Linked DNA regions of Mus musculus: all the other regions are linked to region 1. Evidence: chromatin contacts called from public Hi-C, Micro-C and promoter capture Hi-C data. All regions are on one chromosome and are shown on one strand. Each heading gives the region's core, a stretch centred on a gene start, on an enhancer-like site or on the middle of the called end of the contact. The rest is flanking DNA. Distances are from core to core; before and after follow the strand shown. Region 1 holds the start of Mroh6 (maestro heat-like repeat family member 6). Region 2 holds the start of Ly6h (lymphocyte antigen 6 complex, locus H). Region 3 holds the start of Plec (plectin). Region 4 holds the start of Cyc1 (cytochrome c-1). Region 5 has its middle 23 kb from the start of Gm35087. Region 6 holds the start of Zfp41 (zinc finger protein 41).

Region 1 (2,700 bases), core at 27-2,526:
ATGGAGGGAAAGGAGAAGAGAGAGAGAGAGAGGAGAGTGTCAGAGTTAAACTAAACCCAGGTATGGTGGTGTAACACCAGCAAAAGTCTAGGGGAAGGGATTTCCGGGGCCCTATTCCCTTACTGCCCGGTGCTGCAGGAACCAGATCCTATGACCAAGCTATCAAGCGGGAAGGGGGAAGGAAGCCGCGTGGGGCAGCGCAGCGCGGCTGGGCGGGGAGGGTTACCGGTCCGGGGGTAGCGAACTGGGTAGCAGCGCACACACCACGTCCTGCGCATGCTCCAGAGCCAGTGCGCTCAGCACCCGTAGGGCTGCCCTCCGGGGTCTCCCCTCTGCCAGGCTAGGGACCTGTGCCAGCAGCCCACGCACCAGACCGTGGACCTGGGTAAAAGGAACAAACGTCAGTAGTTAGAGCCCCAGGACCTCAAAAGGAAACTCTTGCCAGCACCGCACCTCCCTACACTCAGAGCAGCCTTTAGGGGGAGTGTGGTCGAGGTTGAAGGGAGGCTTGCAGGATTCTCTGGATGGGGATGCTAACCTGGTCCTCCAGCCGCTGCCCCCGGGCTTCCAGGGCTGAGGACAGAGTGAGCGCTGTTGCCTGGGTCCCGGCATAGCCAGCCTCCTCCAGACAGGCAGCTGTATACAACGCAAGGTCTGCAAGGGTTCCTTCCTCCCAGGAATACTGGGAAGCCTATGATGGAAGAATGAAACGTGGAGTTTCTGAAGTCCCCAAGCCGATCTCAACTATCCTCCCTAGTCCTCCAGTCTTCCCATCCCTCAGATGGCGACAAACCTTCCTCCCGTATGATCTTTTCCATCCGTTTACCCTCAGGACTCCTCAATGCCCCCCCCCCCCCCGTACTTCTTGTCTTTCTAGTGCCCAAGTGAACAGCCAAACTTTGCATCATCCAGCATCTGCCCTCTTACTCACCTGGTACGGTCTCTCGGGGGCTGGCTCCTGGGCATTGTGTGGGGAATAGATCTCACTACCAGCTGTGGGGGCAACCACTTCATTCCCAGGCTGGGCCTCAAAGGCAGGGGTGAGTGTTTGAATATAGGGCTCAGGCTCGGGCCCAAGCTCCTGGGGATCAGACTGAGGGCCTGTAGAAGAGGGTCCCACAGGCTGCCCCTGGCTAGCCCGGATTCCTTCCGCTAGAGCTGTCAGAGTTAGGGAGCCCACAGGGCCGTCCCGGCCGTCCCGGCCCCGACCCCACACACCCCCAGCCATAGTGTTCCTACCAGCGGCACCTGCCACCACTCTTCCAGTGAAGTTGTGTCCAGACCTGACCTAGAATCAGGCCCCGGGCGGGCCCACAGGCGGGCCTACAGACAGGCGTGGTGGCGTGGGCATAGACGTAGGTACATGCGAGTCTGAGCATGTGCCAGTGATTGGCTGTTCAATCACAGAGATATCCTAGCATGGACTTGTGAAGGGTGTCTGCCCAGGCTGCTGGAGCCAAGTGGGACATGGCCACTGCATAGTCTGGCCCTGCCCACCAGTGTCCATGGAGATCATGGACTATCGTGGAGGAGAGAAAGGTCTTTAACCCAACTGCCCATCCCCCTCTTGCCTGGGGGAGGGGTCCAGGGCAGTTTTAGATCCTTCTGAGGAAGCCCCAGTAGGGTCAGGGGCTGGGCTAGACCACATAGCCAAATATCCTAGGAACGGGCGTGGTCAGGTACTGTCATTCTCCCTGAACTTGAAACACTTGGGGTGTGGAGCAAATGAGGTGAGGCTGGTGATGCCTCCTAAATACATTTGCAAGTGCCCACTATTGTTGATGCGGGCTCCTCTGCATCCTTGCCAGTCCCGAGGTGGTATGTCTCATGCCCTGTCTGTCCAGCCCCTCCTTCTCTGAGACTGTCTTCCCTGTGTCTGCGTAGGCAGTGTGTATGTATACTGTTCGCCCGGTTGTCTTCCTTTCCAGGTTCATGCTCCCCAGGGCTGGCCCAACCTCTACCCTAAATCCCCGCTCTCCACCCAACCACACTATAGGCACTGCCCAGCGCTAAGCCAGGGAAGCTAGATGAACTAGTCTGACAGACTGCTCCAGGCGGAAGTGCATGGGGAAGTATTCCAAGCAGTGGGCATTCACGCTCTTCAGCTCCTATACCTCGGGCTACCCAAGCCCCAACTCTGCCTCCCACCAAGCCATGAACCAAACCATGTGGTGGTTTGAATAAGAATGGCTCCCAAAGGCGCATGCATTTGAATGCTTAGTCACCAGGGAGCGGTGTTATTCTAAGATTAGGATCCGGAGGTGTGGCCTTCTTGAAGGAAGTGTGTCACAGGGGTGGGCTTTGAGGTTTCAAAAGCACATGCCAAGGCTAGGGTCTCTTTCAGAATGTAGAACTCTCCCCTCTGTCACCATTACCGTGCCTGCATGTATGTCCCCACCATGATGATCATTGATCATGGACTAACCTCTGAAACCATAGGAAAGCCTCCAATTAAATGCTTTCTTTGCCAAGAGTTGGTCGCCATGGTCATGGCGTCTCTTCACAACAATGGTAGGGTGCCTAAGACACTCCAACTGTCTCTGGAGCAATTCTTCCTGAGTCTTACCTAGCTTGCTGTACCCAGACAGCTCCAGCCCTCGCTGAGGCAGCTCCTTGGATCCTCAGCTTTTTAAATCTCCTCCTCCTTCCTCGGTTACTGGGTCAGAAACTGAGACCTCCCACCCCCACCCCCAAGGCCTA
Region 2 (2,700 bases), core at 131-2,630, 320 kb before region 1:
CATGCTCACAGAAGAGTTCACTCCCACAAGACCCAGAGTGGGCCTCCAGGTTGACCCTGTGCTGTGCCTACACATCCTGCCTCCCGCATCCTCTTACTCCTACACACAGCACCCCCAAAGATAGGTAGGTTCCAAGACAGGAAAGGTCCACCCGACTTAATAGGAAGCTCGCTGAACCTCTGAGAATGAGGGACATCTGCGCAGTACTAGAAGAAAGGTGGAAAGGCGCTGGATGCCCTCGAGTGTGGGGAGAGCCCCCGGTGGCTGGAGCTGAGATCTAAGAGTGGTGCTTCCCGTGATATGACCCCTCCCCGCGGGCCCCCGACTCACCCGGCGAGGGGCAGAGAAGCAAGGCCAGCAGCGCCAGACCGAGGCTCTTCATGGCTGCAGGCAGCATGCTCCGATAGGGCCTGAAAGAGGCGCGGGGGCTGCAGGCGGGGGTCCTCTGGGGCGCAGGCCTGGAGGGGAATAGCCTCGGTCAGAGGACCCAACCCTAAACACCCTTCCCTTTTCTGGCCTGAAGATGTAACCATCCCCCAGGAATCAAAAGCGCGCGGGGGGGGGGGGGGAGGTCCAGGAGCTCGCAATGCCCCACCCCCAACCCATCACCGGGAGCATCCACCATCACAGCCTCCCCTCCAGGGAAAAGAGGTCTGCCCTCTCCGGTGAGGTGGCCACCCGAGGTCCCCGCAGCCTTCGCCCTGCACCTGCGTGGGGAGATTGTCTTCTCTCCCCAAGGAGCTGTAGGTGCGTCCGGACAGGAAAAGCGGGAGGAGGGAGCGCACCTTACCTGCCGGCGGGGGAGGGTTGCGCGCCGCGTCCCCGTCCTCGTCCCCACCCCTGGGCTGGGGGGCCGGGAACCCCGCGCCGAGTCCCCTCCCCTGGTCCCCGCGCGCGCGCCTCGGCGCTCACCGCGAATCGGGGCGTGGAGTGCGGGCCTCGGGGTGGGGGGCGCACTCACATCCCTGGGGTGTCCGCACTCCGGGCTCAGCGGCGGGCACGGCGCGGGGAGCGATGCCCTTCGGTCTCCCTGCGGACCGGAACCGGGGCGCAGCTTCGTCTTTCGGGGAACGCAGCCGCAGACGCGGACCCCGCGCGAGGGGCGGGGCGGAACCGGGGCGGGGGCCTCGCACAGCTGGGAGACGCGCGGGGTGGGGGGCGCCCAGGGCTGGAGGCCACTCAGCAGGTCGCCCTACCCGGCCTCGGCGCCTTTCGTCCGCGCGCAACGCCCCTTCTAGGTCTCCCGCTCCTGCTCCCGCCGCAGCAGCCCCCCACCCTTTTCCACCTCCCTACCCGGCGTGGGAGGATCCTCCCACTCTGCTTGGCCGAGGTCCCTTGCAGATTCTCGGAAGAGCTTTGGCTGCTAAAGGAAGCAAAATGCACAAAGACGCAGCGAAAGAGGGAAGCGGAGAGGTAGGGCTGTGGGGTTCAGACGCCCAGCCTTGGGGCTCCTCCCTCCCCAGCATCCACCTCGCATCCGATAGTTCCAGCCAATTCTACTCCTAAGAGTGCCCATGACGACGCCCACCGGCAACTCAGCCCTAGGGACTTTTGTTACCAACCACACCCACACACAGAGATGACAATCCTGGCCCCTGTGTAAGGATCACACCAGGTTCACACCTTGGGCTCCTGCTCCCCCCCTGCCCTTCCAGCTCTCTTGGGCTCAGGGTAAGCCACAGCTCCCTTCGCTCCCTTGTCACACAGGAGGAAAGGTGTTCCGTGTTCAAAACCCTAGGCCCTGGAAAAAGCAGCTAGCACACCTTGGATTCTGCCCGCCCGCCCCACCCCCACCACAGAACCTCATACCAGACAAATGACTGTCACTAATACCAAGTCCTTGCTAGATGTGACAACCTCTGCTGTCAGTCTGAGCGTATAGTCTGTTCTCTTTGATCTAAACAGCACATTATAGATGCATGTTGCCTTGGTGTCTCGGTGTTGAGTTACAGGTAAGGAGAACACTTAGCAATAGAGCCTCCTCCTGCCCAGGGTCACACAAGTCACCAGGTGATCAAACAGCGTGAGCACTTGAGTAGTTCACAAGTGCTGAGGAATAGAGGGACTAGACACTTTGAAGAAGGGATCTAGATGAAGAGAGTGCCGAGGATAAGAATTAGTTCATACACAATTCTCTGCAAAAGAAGTCCCGCACTCCACTCCATTGTGGAGCCCAGAGCCAGCCTGCCATCAGACTGGGGTGAGAGCAGCTGTGCCTGAGCCTGCACTCAGGTTGACAGGCTGAGCTATAGTATGGATTCTTGCAGAGCAGAGGCTTGGTGAGGCTTCTAGGTAAGAAGTGTTTTTAGGGGAGTAAATGGTCCTTGAACCCCTGTTCATCATGCCGCAGCTTGAAAAGGCAGGCGGCCTGACTAGATTTCCCTCAACACTAACAAACCTCCTCGAACACAAAGCCAATGTGCTTATTAAGACATGCTAGAAGAAGAAACACACAACCCCAAGCCAAACCGCAAGTTTACCTGACAGAAAGAAACTTCGCTCACATGAAAAAAGACCAATGCAGGCCTTAAAAGGACTCCCAGGAAAAGGAGGTGATCACTGAAAAAGAAATCTGGGGGGGCGGGGGGGAAGCAACAAACACCCTACATGTCACACCCTTTTATTTACATGAAATGCCCCAAAGTGTAAGAATCCAACAAAGACAGAAAGATTAGCCAAGTACAGGGAGGGAAAGGAATG
Region 3 (2,700 bases), core at 38-2,537, 320 kb after region 1:
AGCTGTGCCCTTCTTCCCATCTCATCTAGAGCCGCTCCACCTCCAGATCATGGCCAACTCCCAGCAGGCCAAGCACCCAGTCATGGGGGCCCTCAGTACTGCTCATGTAATACAGAATCTTAGCCACTTGGCCATAGGGGAAGACAGACTCAAGCCTCAGTGGACAAGCGGTTTGCCTGAGTCAGTCTCATGCCAGCAGATCTTCTCTACACGCCCACTTCTGAAAAGAGGGGCCCCTAAAGGGTGGGGGAAGGAGGTGGGGGCAAGGGCAAGGACAGTGCCTGAGAGGGGTACAAACACGACTATGCCAACAGCTGGTCCTGCCAGTCTTGGGGCGTTCAGGCCCCGCCCTCACCAGGATTTACCCAGAGGAGCACAAGCCACGTGGGTCCACTGGCTAGAACACCCATCACCCTCCAGCAGAAAGGGCGCCACCTGCTGATATGAACAGAACCATACACACAATGTACTGCCCCCCAGAGCCCACCAGACCTAAGTCCCAACACCAAAAACACCTACAGTCACTTCCCATCCCTCACGGCCTGGAGCCAAAATTCAGCTGACCTGTGGCTGGGGCAGGCTCCGGACCTGGTCTGGCCAGGGTCCCCACGGTGGTGGCAGACACCACAGGGGTTTCAGGTGCCCCCTCCTCACGCTCCTTCCTGCGATAGACCTGCCGCTCCTCACGGGCAGGGTCCTCAGCTGGCAGAGGCCCCCTCTTTGGTGGGCAGCCTAGGGGACCTTGCATGGTCTGCACATGGGGGGAGCGACGACGTGCAGGTATCACCATGGCGACAGGGCGGCGCACACGCTGCAGAGAGGCAGGTACAATCTCCGGTGGCAGGTGTAAGTACTGGCGTAGGTGGTCAATGCCCTCGTTGGTCAGGTACCAGTAGAAGTGGCACCAGGCAAAGGTCTCCCGCACCAGGCCCCGAGCTTTCAGTGAAGCCATGGCACGCATGACCTGTAGATTGGTGACGCCGGGCACATGGGGATGCAGGCTGCGGGGTCGCCGGTCCTTCTTGGCAACCATCACCCCCTCACGGAAGAGCACCTCATAGATGGCCCGTAGCCGGTCCAGCGGCATGAGCATGCCAGCCACCATGGCTGCTGGAAGCCTGCCGGTCAGCACAGGGTGAGGACAGCAGGTGGGGCACAGCCAGGAGGCTGATGAAGCTCCTTTGGCACAAGATGCAGCAGGGGCCACTGGCAAACAGGCAGGCAGGCTCCGGTTCTAAGCACAAGGGCGCAGGCTCAGGGGCAGTGCGGCTCCAGAGCCTTGCTCTGTGAATTCCTGCGCCGGCAAGGCTGCCTGTCTGAGCCTCCCGCCTGCCCGCCCTCCAGGACGCCTGGGCCGGCCCCCTCTGACTCAGCAGCAGGGCCGGTCCCTCCCACCCACTACTGGCGGGGGCCCCTTGAAGAGTGGGGGGCACCAATAAACTGCCCCTCCCCACCCGGGCCACATAGCTCCAATGTCAGAAATTACATGTGTTTCTAAAACACTTGTTCAAGGTTCTCAAGACTGTGTGAAGGCAGGACGGAGTGTAATATGGATCAAGAATCAACCCCGCCCCCCTCAGAAGAGAACAGATGGGCAGAAAACAGGGAGCAGAGAGAGCAGGAGGGTCCTCATAAGGACAGCACCCCCTCACTGTGATCTCAGGGTGAGGTGAGGTATCATCTGTCCATAGCTATCTAAAGGAGGGGTTGCGCAAAGTAGAAAACTAAAAGAATCCAAGGGAGGAAGATTAGGGTATGGAGAAGAATCTGGGGTGTGGTGGTGGCCAGAGACCTGAAGGAGAAGAGTGGGAGGAGCTGCCAGGACGCACAGACAGTTGGCGGCAGGCACCACTGCCGCTGTCCATCAGAAAAGGAAAGGGACAGTACTGTGCCCCTCTCACCAGATGACCATGGAACGTAACACTTCCACGACAGGCTAGATTAGGGTGGGTCCAGAAACAAAGCCACTTTCCAGTCCAAGACCTCTGAAGAGAGCTCTGGGTGAGGCCTCTTTCCTCCCACACCTTCAGTGCAGCTGTTGGACGCCAGGGACTCCCAGCTGCCATAGGGAATCAAAGTCACCAAGTCCCTAACACCCCAGGCTTGGTGGCCCTGACATCCAAAAATTCCCTACCCCCAGGCAGCCTGAGTGTCCACTTGTGGCCGGAGGGGCAGGTGCTGTGGAGAGGACACGAGGACACCAGCAGGAACTGAAGTGAAAGGAAGAGGACTGAGCTCATGCCCTAAGGGCTGCCTAGCACAGCTGTCACCTCTGCTGGGCCCTCACAACCGAGGGTCCCACACGCATGTAGCCTGTGCTGGGTGCCACCACCCAATACTCCAACTCTCCCTGTGGTGCCGCACCAAACCCCCCATGCCATTAAGGCTCTCCCTGAATGGACACACCCATTCCCACCAAGCACTGCAACCCCAGGAACTGATTATAAATAGGGCGGAGGCGGGGGATCCTGCGGTGGGAGGCGCTGGCCAGAGGCAGGCGGGCAGCCAACAAAGCAGTGCGTGGGGCGGGTTTATGGGCTGTCGCCATGGTGCCCCAGCAGACTCCAAACATACAGACACAGACCGGTGGCGGGTGGAAACTCTGAAGGCTCAGCCAACAGTCCCCAAAGCCTTCCCTGAGGCCAGCTCAGCCAGCTCACTGCGGCAGGGCTCTCCCTGTACCACGCCCCTAGCCAGACT
Region 4 (2,700 bases), core at 191-2,690, 450 kb after region 1:
CTCTGTTGGGCTCTTTCTTTGTTTGGGCTGAACAGTCATGTATTTTACACACCCCATGGGGAGTTGTGAAACAATGCCCCTTGTCACATGCCTCTCCTGCTTCATCTCGACCTGCCATGGTGGGAACTCTCACTGCGCCGCTGATTCCAGGCCAGGCTTCAGCCATCACAGAGATTTGTCGTGGCACACTGAGTGTGACGCTCTTCACAGGTACACAAACTGCTCGCTTGTCTCCTGAGCCAGCAGTCAGCTCTCACCTGCCTTGGAAGAACCTTGTCATCACCCCACCACCACCCAAATCCCTGTACCCCTCATACTGGCAGAATTAGTCTGCTTTCTGCTTTTGTGTACTCGCCCACTTAGGTGAACGGAATCATATACATGTGGTCTTTTTTTTTTTTTTGGCTTTTTCGAGACAGTTTCTCTGTATAGCCCTGAACTCACTTTGTAGACCAGGCTGGCCTCGAACTCAGAAATCTGCCTGCCTCTGCCTCCCAAGTGCTGGGATTAAAGGCTTGAGCCACCACTCTCAGCTTTTTTTTTTTTTTTTTTTTTTTTTTTTTTTTTTTTTGTCTTTTGTGTCTGACTTCTACTTCATATGGTGAGCTCAAGGTTCATGCATGCTGGCACTTCTCCCATGCCTCACATCTCACACTAGAATGAAAAAGTTCACCCATATGGGTGTGCCATGCTTTGTCTATCCACTCACCAGCTGGTAGACATAGACGGGTTGTTTCTGTCTTGAGCTACTGAGAATAGTTTTGATGGGGGCTGGAGAAGTGGTTCAGTGGTTAAGAACACTGTCTGCTAAGTACAGAGGTCCTGAGTTCAATTCCCAGCAACCACATGGTGGCTCACAACCCTCTGTAATGGGATCTGATGCCCTCTTCTGGTGTGTCTGACAGCTACAGTGTCAGTGTCAATGTAGATTTTAAAAAAGGGCAGCACCAAGTGCCACAGTGATCAGTCCCTTACATCCAGAGGGAGCTGCAGCTTATCTTTGTAATGGACGGGTACCCCCACTTAGATATGCTCTCATTAAGAAAATTGAATTATGGACTTTATATGAGGGTTTAAAAGAAAGTTAGTCAGGGGAAGTTTCTATGCTGGGTCGCCTGTGGAGCAGGGGAGAGCTGCTGTTAATCCCACACAGGCCATGGATGAGCAAGCTCTCAGAAGACTATCCAGTGGCTCAACTGGAGGGCGTGATTCGCGGGGCCGAGGTGAAGGAACTGGGGATATAGTAGAGAAGCCAGAAAAACAAACAAACAAACAAAGCAGATGTTGTCATTGTAATTAGAGTTGCGGCCAGGCTCAACCCGGACTAGAGGAGCCGGGCAAGGGACAGTCCTGGTCCACTGATGGACAGCTCCCTACCCAGCTCCGCCTAGGTCCGCCCACTGTGTTGCTCTCGCGTGGTCTGAGCTCTCGTCGGCCCGCAGGGGCCGACGGGAACGGCGGCCGCACTAAAGGGGGCCGACATGGCGGCGGCGGCGGCTTCGCTTCGCCGGACGGTACTGGGCCCGCGGGGCGTGGGGCTTCCAGGTGCAAGTGCTCCGGGTCTGCTGGGCGGCGCGCGGTCCCGGCAGCTTCCATTGCGGACACCGCAGGTGAGTCCTGGCGCGGGCCCCGACCATCGCGCGCCCCTCAGCCCTGAAGGTCACGGCGGGGAGGCTCCGGGCGCGCGCCGGCATCGGTCTCCTGCGTTCCTCCTACAACTCGACGGGGTCCCCGCCGCCGGGCCGGCACACCCAGAAAGCCGGTCTGGGTGCCCACGCCTTGGAGTGGCAGGGCATTGTTGCTCTGAGCCCAGGGTCCCACTGTGATGGGGTCGGGACGGGAGATTGCAGCGAAGGGCTCGCCCGGAGCGACTGCCGAAGCCGGCTGTCCGGACCTGGCGGATACCCTGCAGTGACCCCAGCCTGACCTCAGCGGCCTGCAGGTGACCTTGGTCCGCTGCAGTACTCTGGGTCACTTAGGCTTGTCTCCTGGGTTAAGTTCCACGAGCATTCTCCATTTGCCCTCCAGAGCCGAGCCGTGGCCGAGGAGTTGGCTGCAGTAAGGGATCCAGCAGGCATTGGGCACGGTGTGTGCCTTGGGCGCTCTGCGTGCGGTGGTGGCCAGTGCGGGGTGGAGGTGGAGCGGAAGACATGGGCGTTCATTCAGATCCCCAGGTGGGCTGCTGGGGTCTTGGCAGGTGCTGAGCGGGGCTCTTGCAGGCAGTGTCCTTGTCCTCGAAGTCTGGCCCTTCTCGAGGCCGAAAGGTGATGCTGTCAGCGTTGGGCATGCTGGCCGCGGGGGGTGCAGGGCTAGCTGTGGCCCTTCATTCTGCCGTGAGTGCCAGTGACCTGGAGCTGCACCCCCCCAGCTACCCATGGTCTCATCGTGGCCTCCTCTCCTCCTTGGACCACACCAGGTGGGTGTGTTGCGGCGGGGCTGGGGGTGGAAGTTCCCGGGTGAATTCGAATCTTCAGTTCCTCTAATTCTTTATCTCTTTAGCATTCGGAGGGGTTTCCAGGTATACAAGCAGGTGTGCTCTTCCTGCCACAGCATGGATTATGTGGCGTACCGCCACCTGGTGGGAGTGTGCTACACGGAGGAAGAAGCCAAGGCGCTGGCTGAGGAGGTTCGGAGGGTGGGGGGGTGGGCACGAAAGAAGGTGGAGGATACAGGGATTGTGGTTTCAACTGTGAGGGACTA
Region 5 (2,700 bases), core at 154-2,653, 270 kb after region 1:
AGAGTTTTACAATTCATGTTCAAGCTTCTCTTTTTTCCTTTCCTTTCCTTTCCTTTCCTTTCCTTTCCTTTCCTTTCCTTTCCTTTCCTTTCCTTTCCTTTCCTTTCCTTTCCTTTCCTTTCCTTTCCTTCTCTCTCTCTCTCTTTCTTTCTTTCCTTTTTTTTTCTTTTGGATTTAGACACATTCTCTCATTTGAGATATTCTCCGAAGATGATGTCAGAAGGCACAGGCTATCAACCCATGGGGGGCCGTGACCTCTTCGGTGGTGAACAACCCTTCCACAGACGTTGCCTAAGACCATCAGCAGATGCAAGTGTTGGCATCAGGAGTCATAACAGTAGCAAAATCACCATTATAAAGTAGCAGTGAGATAACCTTATGGGTGGGGGGTCACCAAAACATTAGGAAGTGCACTAAAGGGTCGCAGCATTAGCAGGGTTAGAGCCTGCTGGCATAGGGAAATGTCAGATCCTTTAGAGGCCGGGTTGCAACCCTAAGGGGTCATGTGGGAGAGGATCTTGGAACATCATGGCACCAAACCTGCTTTGAGTGTCATCTACACTGTAGGCTGACTTCTCTTCCCAATGTTTTCCTACTTCCTGCTCAATCTTGTGGTCACATGCAAATCAGGCCTGTAGGTTCACTGGCTGAGGCTATAAGGCACCCACTATGTTTCCAGGGCTATTGTTCATCTCCTTTGACCAGTTGGTCATACAATCTTCCTCCTCATGCCCAAAGAGACTTGAATAAAACAAAATGCACATTCTTTTCCTTTATATATTATATGCAGTAACCGGGATCTATTTTTAATAAATACTCCAGGATTAAGAGCACTGGCTTACTGTTCCAGAAGACCTAGGCTTGATTCTTGGCATCCATATGGAGGCTCACCCCATCTGTAACTCCAATTCTAGGGGACTCCTCTGGCTTCCACAAATACCAGAACACACATGATACACAAGACATACATGCAGGCAAAATACTCACACACACGAAACGCAAATCCATCTAAAAATATTTTAAGAGAGAGTGTCTGTAGTGGTGGGGAGGGGCATGGTGGCACAAGCCTTTAATCTCAGCACTCAAGAGGCAGAGGTAGGTGAGTTCGAGGCCCATCTCCTCTCCATAGTGAGACCCTGTCTTAAAAAAGAGAGAGAAGTTATCAGTTAGAAGAACTCCTATTCAATGAGTTTCCTAAAGCTTTTCTGCCTGGGGTCACGGTGTTTGGCGATATGGAATCTTGTGTGTGAGGAGAGTCTGTTCCAGGATGCACTCACTGGCTGTTTGCTGTCCCCAGACAGCGACGTCTCTCCAGAGACCCTGGTCAGCTGTGTGTTCAAGTGTCAAGGGCACGGGTTGTTTGAGATGATGTCAGGCTGCCCAGGCCTTTGGTCCTGCAAGAGCTGAGGTGGCTCCTCTCAGATCCAACACAATACCCTCTTTCTTCTGTTGGCAACACGCATGAGCCAGGAGCCCTTGAGTTTGTTGGAACAAGAGCCTTTGCTACCCTCTGCTGGACGCGTCTCATAACAGCGCCTGGCTGCTTTGTTAAAATACACACATGAAGTCATGAAACAACTAAGGGAGAAGTCAGTGACACAACAGTGCATCTCAGAGGTGGCTCTGCGACTCCGCGACTCTGAGACTCTGCAGCTCTGCGGCTCCTCAGCCCAGGGGTCCTTGCTGGAGCAGCTCTGAGCTGGCCTCCAAGACAGAAGAAAGGTCAGGCCAGGGGAGAAATTTGAAGTGCTTTTAGCATATATCCCGATCTGTCTCTTGCAACCCCTGTCCTCAAGGAGGGCCAGGCAGGGCCTCAACTGGTGAGATGTGAGGGTGAAGACAGGGGCCCAGCCAGCAGCCTGGCCATCCAGTGTCGCCCAGGGCCCCAGGGCCCAACATCTTTTGACCAAACCTGAAAGAGGAACCCAGGGAAGGGAAGACGAGCCTAAGGTCCTTAATGACTCCCATCTATTCTTCTCTGACCTTCTGTGGCTAATAGTCCTTTAAACGGTGGCCCCATCCAGTCCTACAGCAAATGCCCTCTCTTGATACTGCACCACCCTCCTGGATATCTTGCTGACTCTTGTCATTTGGAGGATTCAGACTTTCCTCCTAACAGGCTCTGGAATGTGTGAGAATCAAGGCTGGTGAATTCAGCAAGCAGGGCTCTGATGGGGGCGTGGGAATCGTCCACTGTGTGCTTGGTGTTCCCAATCTGTTACGTTCTCATAGACAGAAATGTCCCTGTCCCAGCATTTGGGTACCTAGAGGCCCCATTAGGGAAGGGTTATACAGGGTTATATAAGTGACAAATGCCTGTAACCCCAGCATGTAGAGAGTTGAAGTAGGAGGGTCAAGTTCAAGGCCAGCTTGGGCTACACGATGAGGTCAAGGCTAGCTTGTGTGTACTAAGACCTTCTCAGAGAGAAAGAAGGAAAAAAAAATACAGATAAAAGATTCACCCACCCCCATGCCCCGTATGTCAGTTTACAGATGATGGTTGACTTCCAAGAGCTCCTGCAGATGAGCAATTGACTTTGTAATGCATAGATTTAAGAGGCTGGGCTGAGGAATGTTCAAGTCCCATCTTGCAGGTGCTTTTCCACATGATAAAGCTTTTATTCTGAGTGAATAAGAACAAGAAACCCTGTCCTTTGAGGAGATGTCCACGGAGACGAGCCACTGGCTGAACGTCGTACA
Region 6 (2,700 bases), core at 72-2,571, 270 kb before region 1:
GCAAGGAGATGCCCTACCTCCCTGTACCAAATGCTGGTAAGCCAGAAAGCCCCATGCCACTGGTAGGAATGAATGAGAAATGGCACAGGCTCTCTGGAAAGCAGCTTGTCTGTTTCTTGCAAAAGGCAACATGCAGTTTGGGACCTAGCAACTGCCTTCCTGGGCACGGTCCCAGGGAAATGAAACAGCACGGGGGGAGGGCGGGGGGGGGGGCGCTGCTTCCCAACAACCTTGTAAACACGTCCTTCAGTGGACAAAGGATCCCAAAGCTGTGATGCACACAGCGCAGAGGCAGCTGTTCAGGAGGCTGAATGAACCACCATTCAATACACAGCCACTCTTGTGAATCTAGACAGCGATGCCTGAATGATAATCGGCAAGCTCCGCCAAGTTGCACGCTGGACAATTACATTTATCTAGCATGTTGGCGTTGAATCTAAACGGATGAGGTGGAGACGACACTTAAAGAAAGGGTCTGTTAGAGGTTTGATACAGGCTTCTGCAGCACAGGAGGCACTAACACTGTGTACTAGTCATGTAAAATGGCGCCCCCAGGGAGACTTCACCAAGCACACAACAGCTCTCGATTCGTTTCTCATAACTTCATTCTCCAAGCGCCGTGGGCCACACCTATCGTCCCAGGACTCGACCGAGGCAAGAGATTGCTAGTTCTAAGCCAGCCTAACCAAATATAATAGTGGAGAATATACCCAGAAAGTCGAAAGAGCACAAGAAGTGACTAGATTTAAATATCTGTAAAGGCCCGCGTTAAGGACAGAGCAGGGGACCCTGGCTTTGCCGGAAAGGAGGGGCGGGGTCGGATGATTCCAGGGGGCTACAGGCCGTGCACTACTGGGTCCGCCATCCCGGCGTGCCACAGATGGCAAACCCGATGACTGAGAAATAACACGAAGCCTGCAGAAGAAGGCTTGGAGTCCTGAGAAGAGGCGCACGCCGGGAGAAAGGCGCCGCCCGCAGCCCAGAAGCTTGCACAGGCACAGACGCCTGCTTAGCATCCTCTCAAGCGAAGCTCGAGCCCGCAGCCACAGCATCACAAGGAGCGAGGGCAGTGTCTCCTAGAGCCGACCCGAAGGGGCGGGGAGAGGTAGGCGGGCCTACGGCCGCAGCACGGGATCACAGAGAGGCCGGGCGGCTGCTCCTAGAGCGACACCAGAAGGGCGTGAACGAGCAGGCGGGGCTCCGGAGCTTGCGGCGGTACCACCGAGAACCCGGCAAGGGTCCTAGAGCGGCACTGGAGTGGGTTTCGAGCGGTGGGCGGGGCTTAGGGTGCGCGGCAGCACCACCGAGAGGCCGGGGAAGGTAGAGCGGCACCAGAGGGGCGGGCGCCTTTAGGCGCGGGAGTGGCGGGCTCAAGTGGGCATTGTTAACGGTCGCCCGCCCGCCGGTCAGCCTGCTTACGGCCACGTTCCGCCGGCGTCTGTGCTCGGCACCCATCAGGTACTCTCTGCGTGTGTGCACGGTAGCCCCGACCGGGCGAAGGCCGGCTTCTGAGTCGTTTCTCTGTGGACCACCTCGGCGGTGTTGCAGAGGTCCTTGGAGGCGGGGAAGGTGGGCCGGGCTACCTAGCGAAGCCCCTTGTTGCTGGATGCATTGAGCGCCTTATCCTGCCGGCTCCAGCAGCTCCTTGATGGACCTGAGTCCCTAGGTCAGCGGAATTCAACTAAGTTGCCTGAATCACTCGCACCTACTCCTGTGCACAGGCCTGTGAAGAGAGGGGGCAATAAGCTAAGTCGCTGGGGTCTTCTCTGGTTTTAATGACTATTTAAGTTTTCAGTGAGGATGGTCCTTGGTGAGCAGACACAGACACCTGGGTCCCGCTTGTCATTCCTCTCACCAGAGTGATGGTGTTTGAATTGGTACTGAGTGATGCTGCAGACAGGGACTCTCAGGTGTCTCCTGAGCTGTCCCACAAAAGACAAACACTTTCAGATGCTGACATAGAGCAAACAGTCACCTAGCCGCCTGGATCTTGGACTCTGAATCCGGATAAGAATTTTATCTGCTGGGTTAGATATGTGGGTATTTGTCAAATGCTTAGAACAAAATACAGTGTGTTCCCAAAGTGTTTTTGGGAAAGTGTGGGTGCTCTAGATGGAACTGCCAGCAGAGCCCACCCCTTTGGGCCTCTGGGAGTAAAGGGGATGGTGCAGGTTTAGAGATAAAGAGGGGTCACATAGAGAGAGCCTCATCAATACAAGAGGCATCCTTTGGGGGTCTGATGGGGTTTGCTGTGGATTATGAGGAGAGCCCTGAGTTTTCCAGGCTCAGAACCAGGCTGTTGTATGGTAGAGTTACTTCCTACTCCAGGGTGTTTGCACAGTCCCAATGTGGGCGGGTAGAGAGGATAAGGAAGAACGGGGAAGGTTCTGTTTGGGGAGGTGGAAAATGGCCATCGGTCCATGATGGCTATGGCTTTCTCTGGGATGAGTGAAAATCTTGTCTTCAGGCCCAGGAGTGTCTGTGGCTGAGTGAGAGAGTCACTCAAAGAGATGAGCATACAGTGGACCAGAGGCTCTGAGCTCAGCTTATAGGCCTGGGGCTAGAGCTCTGGGGAGTCCACTTTAGTCTGAGGGGCTCATCATGTGAGCAGCTGGAAAGACAGTGGAGCTGCAGAGAGCTAAGAGCTGCCTCTGACCTGTTGTTCATGCTTTTGCCTCCAGAAGCAAGACGACCGTGGTT

What was found. Hi-C and Micro-C count contacts between places; a contact is called where the count stands out from the background. Capture Hi-C pulls out chosen DNA fragments and counts their contacts.
Region 2: a Micro-C map of embryonic stem cells shows a contact between it and region 1, with 2.0 times the contacts expected there. The contact joins the promoter of Ly6h here to the promoter of Mroh6 in region 1. A contact is called at or near these places in 1 of 39 promoter capture datasets (hippocampal neurons) and 5 of 484 Hi-C or Micro-C datasets (cortical neurons and embryonic stem cells).
Region 3: a Micro-C map of embryonic stem cells shows a contact between it and region 1, with 2.7 times the contacts expected there. The contact joins the promoter of Plec here to the promoter of Mroh6 in region 1. A contact is called at or near these places in 6 of 39 promoter capture datasets (cranial neural crest, embryonic stem cells, hippocampal neurons and 2 more), 5 of 484 Hi-C or Micro-C datasets (B cells, CD4 T cells, CD8 T cells and 2 more), 5 of 115 datasets of contacts at active chromatin or transcription factors (embryonic stem cells, extraembryonic endoderm stem cells, memory CD8 T cells and 2 more) and 2 of 9 other capture datasets (adipose tissue and pancreatic islet).
Region 4: a promoter capture Hi-C map of pancreatic islet shows a contact between it and region 1. The contact joins the promoter of Cyc1 here to the promoter of Mroh6 in region 1. A contact is called at or near these places in 4 of 39 promoter capture datasets (cranial neural crest, embryonic stem cells, erythroid cells and 1 more), 1 of 115 datasets of contacts at active chromatin or transcription factors (pancreatic cancer cells) and 1 of 9 other capture datasets (pancreatic islet).
Region 5: a Hi-C map of the N1E-115 cell line shows a contact between it and region 1, with 10 times the contacts expected there. The contact joins the enhancer-like site here to the promoter of Mroh6 in region 1. A contact is called at or near these places in 7 of 39 promoter capture datasets (the 3T3-L1 cell line, 3T3-L1-derived adipocytes, the HPC-7 cell line and 5 more), 8 of 484 Hi-C or Micro-C datasets (the Ba/F3 cell line, CD8 T cells, the G1E-ER4 cell line and 4 more), 7 of 115 datasets of contacts at active chromatin or transcription factors (embryonic forebrain, embryonic midbrain and embryonic stem cells) and 1 of 9 other capture datasets (pancreatic islet).
Region 6: a Hi-C map of erythroblasts shows a contact between it and region 1, with 2.7 times the contacts expected there. The contact joins the promoter of Zfp41 here to the promoter of Mroh6 in region 1. A contact is called at or near these places in 3 of 39 promoter capture datasets (the 3T3-L1 cell line, erythroid cells and liver), 6 of 484 Hi-C or Micro-C datasets (the N1E-115 cell line, embryonic stem cells, erythroblasts and 1 more), 2 of 115 datasets of contacts at active chromatin or transcription factors (astrocytes and embryonic stem cells) and 3 of 9 other capture datasets (adipose tissue, liver and pancreatic islet).

Annotation. Positions count from the first base shown.
Region 1 is chr15:75,887,496-75,890,195 of GRCm38.p6, forward strand. Mroh6 (maestro heat-like repeat family member 6) reads right to left here and starts at 1,277. Exons shown (of 14, transcript NM_001282443.2): 1 at 932-1,277; 2 at 539-691; 3 at 227-381. The coding sequence starts at 1,228.
Region 2 is chr15:75,565,802-75,568,501 of GRCm38.p6, forward strand. It overlaps Ly6h (lymphocyte antigen 6 complex, locus H), which reads right to left and starts at 1,381. Exons shown (of 4, transcript NM_011837.3): 1 at 962-1,381; 2 at 331-458. The coding sequence starts at 963.
Region 3 is chr15:76,205,034-76,207,733 of GRCm38.p6, forward strand. It overlaps Plec (plectin), which reads right to left and starts at 1,288. Exons shown (of 33, transcript NM_001163540.1): 1 at 565-1,288. The coding sequence starts at 1,105.
Region 4 is chr15:76,342,083-76,344,782 of GRCm38.p6, forward strand. It overlaps Cyc1 (cytochrome c-1), which reads left to right and starts at 1,441. Exons shown (of 7, transcript NM_025567.3): 1 at 1,441-1,610; 2 at 2,220-2,416; 3 at 2,500-2,626. The coding sequence starts at 1,482.
Region 5 is chr15:76,154,613-76,157,312 of GRCm38.p6, forward strand. No RefSeq gene overlaps it. Among named protein-coding and RNA genes, the nearest start is that of Gm35087, 23 kb to the left of the region's middle. Within about 2 kb of position 1,404, at least 82 of the 459 cell types and tissues checked have an H3K27ac peak or open chromatin away from gene starts, as enhancers often do. A contact at or near this core is called in the N1E-115 cell line, where this site is marked.
Region 6 is chr15:75,615,363-75,618,062 of GRCm38.p6, forward strand. Zfp41 (zinc finger protein 41) reads left to right here and starts at 1,322. Exons shown (of 3, transcript NM_001044718.2): 1 at 1,322-1,458; 2 at 2,682-2,700.